Linked DNA regions of Pan troglodytes: region 1 is linked to region 2. Evidence: chromatin contacts called from public Hi-C data. All regions are on one chromosome and are shown on one strand. The core of a region is the stretch at or near the end of the contact, and the rest is flanking DNA. Distances in the headings are between cores, read along the strand shown.

The links. Hi-C and Micro-C count contacts between places; a contact is called where the count stands out from the background.
Region 1: a contact with region 2 is called in a Hi-C map of stem cell-derived neural progenitor cells, with 2.3 times the contacts expected there. The contact joins the promoter of SUDS3 here to the enhancer-like site in region 2.

What each region holds. Positions count from the first base shown.
Region 1 is chr10:125,176,154-125,179,790 of NHGRI_mPanTro3-v2.0_pri, forward strand. It overlaps SUDS3 (SDS3 homolog, SIN3A corepressor complex component), which reads left to right and starts at 1,848. Exons shown (of 13, transcript XM_063785066.1): 1 at 1,848-2,616. TAOK3 (TAO kinase 3) reads right to left here and starts at 1,622. Exons shown (of 21, transcript XM_016924344.4): 1 at 1,307-1,622. LOC134807409 (a long non-coding RNA gene) reads right to left here. Exons shown (of 3, transcript XR_010147798.1): 3 at 2,926-3,042.
Region 2 is chr10:124,837,428-124,840,759 of NHGRI_mPanTro3-v2.0_pri, forward strand. WSB2 (WD repeat and SOCS box containing 2) reads right to left here. Exons shown (of 9, transcript XM_016924334.4): 6 at 2,670-2,842; 7 at 1,544-1,654; 8 at 1,316-1,423; 9 at 1-701. The coding sequence ends at 539. Among named protein-coding and RNA genes, the nearest start is that of RFC5, 19 kb to the left of the region's middle. Within about 2 kb of position 1,339, at least 9 of the 24 cell types and tissues checked have an H3K27ac peak or open chromatin away from gene starts, as enhancers often do. A contact at or near this core is called in stem cell-derived neural progenitor cells, where this site is marked.

The DNA of each region.
Region 1 (3,637 bases), core at 598-3,097, 340 kb after region 2:
AAGACATCCACATCAGACTCTAAGGAACGAATGCGAAGCCAGCGGGCCAGTGAGAAGAGGTCAGGCCGCGCAGGTCTCTTGATCATTCCAAGATCTTTGTCCTGCAGCCAGCCCCACCAGCCCCTCCAGCTCCTCCAGCCCATGCGTTTCACTTCGGAGATGTTTCATTACATAATCCGGCTCCGGAGTCCCCCCGGAGTCCTGGGGGCTCACACTCCACCCTCAGGGAGGTCGCTGATGCCAGACCCTGGGAGCACCTCCCCGCTCCACTCGTCTGCGCTGCAGCCGGTTCCTATTTGCCCGACGCCGCGACTGCGACCCAGGCTCCCCGCCGCAGCCGTTCTTGGGGGGGCTCCCGCAACTCAGCGGGCGCGACCCCCCGCCCGCTCCCTCGCTGCTCACGCCGGGCCCCCGCTATGTGACTGGGGGCTCGACCCGCACCCATGAAGCACCGCTCCTCCCTCAGGGTCCGCGCCTGCACCCGACGCTCAAAGCCCCTCTCGGAGTCCCACGCTCGCATGCGCTGTCCCGAGCCCTCTGGGGGTCCCCTCCCCTCACCCCGCTGTCCTGGCCCCTCTCGGGGTCACCCTGCTCCCACCCGCTGTCCCGGCCTCTCTCTAGGTGTCCTGCTCTCAGCTCCGCTGTCTCAGCCCAGCCCCCTTCCGGGACCCCTCCTCTTCTCCCACTGTCTTGGCCCTTCCTGGGGTCTTCTCACACTCTGTTCTAAGCCCTCTGGGGATCCCCTGTCTTCACATCCCCTGACCGGTCCCCTCTCTTTACTCTGTCCTGGATCCTCTCTGGGTCCCCTCCCCTCACCTCGGGGTCTCCTCTCCCCGGGTGCTGTCCCAGCCCCTCTCGGGGTCCCCATCTCTCAGACTCTCAGTGCCGGCCCCTCTCGGGGACCCTTCCCCTCTCCCCGCTGTCCCTGATCTTTTCTGGGACCTGGTCCTTCAGGGGACCCCCTCCCCTCATCCCCCTATCCTAGTGCCTCATGAGGCACCCACCCCTCACCCCACTACCCCAGCCCCTCTCCGGGTCCCTTCCTCTCACGCGCACTGTCCCGGCCCCTCTTGGAGACCCCTCCCCTCAGACTTTCAGTCTTGGACCCTCTCGGAGTCCTCTCCACTCAGAGCCACTGCCTCGGTCCCTCTCGGAGTCCCCTCTCCTCACCCGCTGTCCCAGTCCCTCCCGGGGTCTCCTCTCCACAGTCTGCACTGTCGAGCCCGCTCCTGCAACTCCCCTCACTCTGCCTGGGGTCCCGCCGCCTCGGCTCCCACTGTCATGCCCCGCGCCCCGGTGCTCTCACCTCAGACCTGCTGTCACCACCCCCGGGCCCGGCGCCGCCGCCGCCGCTTCCTCTCCCACACTTGTTCCTGAGTCGCTCTCCTGTGGCTTGTTCCCCGGCGGATCCTTGGGTCCGGTCGCTGAGTGCCGGATCCGGCTGTGCGCAGCCTCTGCTCGCGGTCTCGGCGTTGCGTCCCACTCTCCACGCAGGACCCCGCCGCCCGGCGCCACAAGGACCCTCCCGCGGCCGCCGCCGCTGCTGCTGTCCGAGGTGCGGCTCCTGCCAGGGGTGGCCAATCGCACCGGACTGCGCCGAGCACGCCCCGCCCCACCGTCTCAGTCCGCCCGCCCCCTGCCCCGGACCACGCCCCAAGCTCGGCTCCAATAGGCTCTCTACTGACCTTCCCTGATCGCGGGGCACAGGGCCGGGGCCGTATATAGGTATTTGATTGATGGAGCCTGGGAAGCCGAGCGGTCGATGGAACCCGAGGATTGGCGGAGTTGTCGATGGGCGGGACAGGGCAGGGCGGGGTCTCCTCAGACGCGGAAGACCTTGCAACTTTAGTAACCTACGGGCCCGCCTGGGGTGCGGTCAGTTTTGTTTGTGCTGCTCTCCGGTCAAAGTTCATGGCGCTTCTCCCCACGCCTTTACTTTTCTTGGGAGATTCCCAGGGACCACCATGTTAGAGCCTTTGGGGAGGACCCCAGTCTCTCGCTAGACCTTGCACAGCTTTCTTAGTAATTCTGCCATGAACTAATATAGCATTTATTTGCCCAGGATTTGTAAAAATTTCCTGGATTTAAACCATTTCTTTTTAAAATCTCTTGCAAGGGAGTTGCTTCTCCTTGAATTGAGTTCAGCAGCCGTCAGTTTGATACCGTTGGGGGAAAAAAAATCTATATACAGTACTAGGTGCATACTTTGCCCAACTAAGCGTTCAATGCGGGGCACATTTTGATAGGTGCAAGGGCAAAGCTTTAGAAATTTTCAGTTTGTAAGTTTTTATGACAGTAGGAAGACTGTGGTAGGGGAACCTACCTACCTTGTTAGCTTAACAAGGTTTCAGCAAACCTATTCAATATAACCTTTTTCCAGGGCCACAGGTTTTAATGATTCTATGTGAACGTGTGGCCAAAGGATAACGAGCTTTGACCCAAGTTTAACATGTGATAATCAGAGACTCCTCTTGATCCACGCTAAAGGATAGTGCCTGCCAGGGGTGAAAGTGCATCCTGCTACTAAGACCCATTTGTGTTATTTTTGAGAAACTGGATATGCTGATCAAATCAACACCGGAAACAAAACTGCTTTCCTTACTCTTAACCCCAAAAGTAAGTTTATGGACTTTAGAATTTAGCATTTTATGAAGAAATTGTTTCGTTTCAGGAACACATTTTGATCCTAAGTTTTGTCAGATGTATACAGGCCTTAGTTCTCAGAGAACCCTCGATTGTTAACTTTTTAACTCCAGCTGACAAAATGTGTTTGTGTTCTAAACAGTATACATGTTTCTTCTAGTGTTTTAAGAATCATACGCCATTCATCACCTGAGGTCAAGGGTTCCAGACCTGCCTGGCCAACATGGTGAAATCCCGTCTGTACGAAAAATACAAAAATTAGCCGGGCATGGTGGCACCCACCTGTAATCCCAGCTACTCGAAAGGCTGAGGCAGGAGAATCGCTTGAACCCGGAGGCGGAGGTTGCAGTGAGTCGAGATTGCATCACTTCACTCCAGTCTGGGTGAAAGAGCAAAACTCTGTCTCAAAAAAAGAAAAAAAGAAAAAGAAAAAAAAAAGAATCACACTCCATTCCAATAGTGATGTGCCCCTTTAAAGTTTCAGTTTGGGTGTTAGGGTAGGCAGAGAAGGCCTGGAAGCAAAGAAGTTGTGGAAATGGGGCTGGCAGGGCTTCGTTTCAAGTCAAGTCGAGTTCCTGAGCGGTGTGGCTGAGTACCGTTTTGAGAAGGGATACAGAAAAAGATTTCAAGGTGGTAAAACTTGGTTTTGAGGGAACTTGATTTTTACAGGAGTATAGCGACTGTCCAAAATCATATTAAATAAATCTAAAGGTTGGGTAAGACTAAAGCCATAAGAGAATTTTTTTGAGTAGGTCCACCTTCACTAAAGAGCATTTTTTAGTTCTGCAGCTGGCAATCTGGACAGAAAAAAATGGGGTAAGTTTTCATAACCCAAGTGCTCAGTTGTGTCTATTCATTACATATAAAAAAGAAATGCATGACCATTAACAGATGCTGTTTGCAGTCAAGAAGATAGCAGTAAAACATAAGCAGGATAAAAATCTCAGCGTCTTGAAAGGAAACCATTTAGCAACGAAATAAACTTAAAAATTAA
Region 2 (3,332 bases), core at 89-2,588:
AAAACTGTCCTGCAGGTCAGAAGGGAGCCCAAGAAGAAAAGCACTTGGCCAACATCGAAGCAACTCTGACCGCAGCAGGAGAGAACTTGAACCAATGCTACCACTGCATCAGAAACACAAGGATAGGTACTAGGCAGAAGCCATCCTTCCCAGCGGAGGGAGTGTGAGCTGCTCTGCCACTAGAGAGGCTCTGGAGGCCTACTTAGTTGCATAATCAAAACAACATCAGTAACTGCACTTTGAATCAACACGAGCAGAAAGAGTTCAACACTTGCTGTTCATAACTGGACTGAAGATTTAACGTAAGGCTCTGTTGCCGTGCAAGTGGAATCTCTTCCTCTAAGACTGACTTTCACATGCCAGGGAGAGAAAGATCCATGACTAGTACACTGGAATCTGGTTTTGCTACATTCTATTCACAATCCCAAAGAAATGCTATTATTTCAATGCAAGACCAGATGTTTGGCCCATTATTCCAGCAACTCCCTTTGACAGGACGATTTACCCTGCTACAAAGAAGCACAAGATGTGGTGTTGCTTAAAAAGTCCTGTATGTGAGGAACTCTTTCATTTTCTTGGGGATTGGCAGTGCTAGGACTTGGTAAGTTGTTAGGAAACTTCGAAGGGCTTTCCGGCATAAGTGCTTCAGTGAGGACAGGACCCTAGGAGCTGTCCAGAACTGGACGTGGCCATCTCTTGTCCTGAAATGAAACAGAAACCGATGCTAAGACAGAGCTTGGATGTTCATGTTTTCATGAGGATGAATACTCATGTTTCTGTTTTGACTGCAAAGAGCAGGAGACTTCGGAGAGTGAAATGTAACCCTGACTGTGGAAATGGATGTAAAAGTTGTGGTGCTGAATAATTAAAGCTGCTGATAGGATTAGAAAAACTCAAGACACCTGTGATACCAAAGCGCTCTCTCTTGGCACAGCCCTTTCTAAATCTGACCACAGTTAGTTCAAAAGTATAAGGGGGAAGAGTGCCACCTACTGAATTATAGATGTTACCTGTAAAGTGGTCTTTTAGCCCTAAATCGTTTCCCATATATTATGCATCATCTCAATTTTATTCTCCCTTGTGAACTTGGCCCATTAGGTGGCATGACTTACAGATCTTTAATTACATTTAGGTTAAATATTCAGAGAAAATGGGACACCGTTATTAGCAAAATCGATCATTTGAGTTTTATATAATCTTGAATTGCCTTAAAGGTTTCCTCATAGGCAAGAAAATTCTAGATGGTTTCTTTCCTTAAAAAGCTCCATGGTATACTCAGCAGAAAGCACCACCCATCTGTTCAGCTAATACATACCCTGTGGCAATGACTCCACCATGTGGAAAAAATGTGCAGCAAAGCCCATTGGTCATAGGAGCAAATGCAATGGGAGTTTTCAGTTCCAGGGCCCAGATCCTGAGGAGTCTGGATGGGGAGAGAGAACATCTGGATATTAGCTGACCCAGGGCCAGACCAAGAGGGCCTTGCTGCCATTACTTGCAAGCACTTGTTCTGAGGCCATGTAAAGAGAGTTCTCTTCGTTACCTGTCATCTGCCACCGTGGCAAGGTACAAGCCTTCCGGAGAGAAGCACACAGATCTCAGTGAGCTAATGTGGACGTCACTGTCATCCATGGCGGGGTCAACCTGGGTGTGGCTGGGAAAGAAACAGGATGGCAGGCCTGGAGTGATGGCTGCTCTCCACCCTCCATCATCACCCTAGGCAGGAAGCCAAACTGCCCTGGCTACAAAAGGGCTCGAGATGCATTGTGTGCCCCTCGTGGAAAAGCTTGGGATTTGCACACTGGGAAAAAAAAGGGTATCTCAGAAGGCTCCAGGTGTCCTGTGGATGAAGGGTTACTAACACTTCCTTGTGCTAATTTGCTTATGCAAAGTAGGTCAGCCCTCACTTTAATGCCACAGTAGAAACTGCAAGTCTTTTTTAGGCTAAGATACATGATAATTATAGGACTGCCTATTATTTGCTTCATAAAACAACAGACACAAAAGGAAAAAGGAGACCAAGTTTGTGAGAACATGAAACTCATTTTGGAAAGCACAGTTTCGATAAGAGGCTCTTTCTGAACTTGTTACTACAGTTATTAGTAAATGGAAATAAAGAGTCATATTGAGGCTTCATAATGCTGATTCCGAAGAAGTACACACAGCCACCTGAATCGGGAGACTGGAAGACACTCAAAGCTACTTGAGAGGGCTTAATTGACAAGGCATCACTAAGAAGCAATGAACCAGGCCAGGCGCAGTGGCTCATGCCTATAATAGCAGTTTGGGAGACTGAGGCGGTGGATCACCTGAGGTCAGGAGTTTGAGACTAGCCTGGCCAACATGGTGAAATCCCATCTCTACTAAAAATACAAAAATTAGCCAGGCCTGGTGGCGCACGCTTGTAGTCCTAGCTACTCGGGAGGCTCAGGCAGCAGAATCGCTTGAACCCGGGAGGTGGAGGTTGCAGTGATCCAAGATTGCGCCACTGCACTCCAGCCTGGGTGACAGAGCGAGACTCTGTCTCAAAAGAAAAAGAGACCCACTGTGCCTTTTTATCCAGCTTGTCCCCTCCCATGTCCCAGATTCTAAAAGAGACATGTCTAATCCCAGGCAGGTTCCTCATCAGTCCCCCCACAAAAAAGTCATAGCAGGGATTCAGTCCTTACTGGAGTGACCTCAGCCTTTCGCCGGTGTAGGGGTCCCACATAATCACATTGGTATCGTAAGAAGCCGTGACAAGCAGGGCAGAGTCGGGGGAGAAGTCACAAGAGACAACACTGCTTTGATGGCCCTCTAGCTTCCGAATTAACGTGTAGGACCTCATGCTCCATAGAAAGACCTGTGGAAAGTAAGAAGTGCCTGGTTAGGGCAGAAGCAAAGTGCTTAGGACTCAAACGGAGGGAGGGAAAGGTACCACCACCAAATCTGCAGGCCCTGCAGCCAGGGCTGATTCTCTATCCCTTTTCTACAGCTCTTCCAGAATGTGTAGTGTAGGTTTAAATAAGGTAACTGGTCTGGATTCTTGAGGATTTAAAACAATGGGCATGCTCAAGGAGCTCACTATAAGAGAGAATAAACCAGATCAGCCTTAGGAAGACCCCTGCTGAAACGCATGTGCAGAGACTTCTGAGTCTGCTTCTGAGTCCTGTTTGCCAATAGGGTAGTAGTATGTGCTGATGAAGACCTGAGCCAAGTGCTATCTTATTCCACTTAAAAATAAAGGTCAGCGGCCAGGCACGATGGCTTATGCCTGTAATCTCAGCACTTTGGGTGGCTGAGGTGGGTGGATCACATGAGGCCAGGAGTTCAAGACCAGCCTGGTCAACATG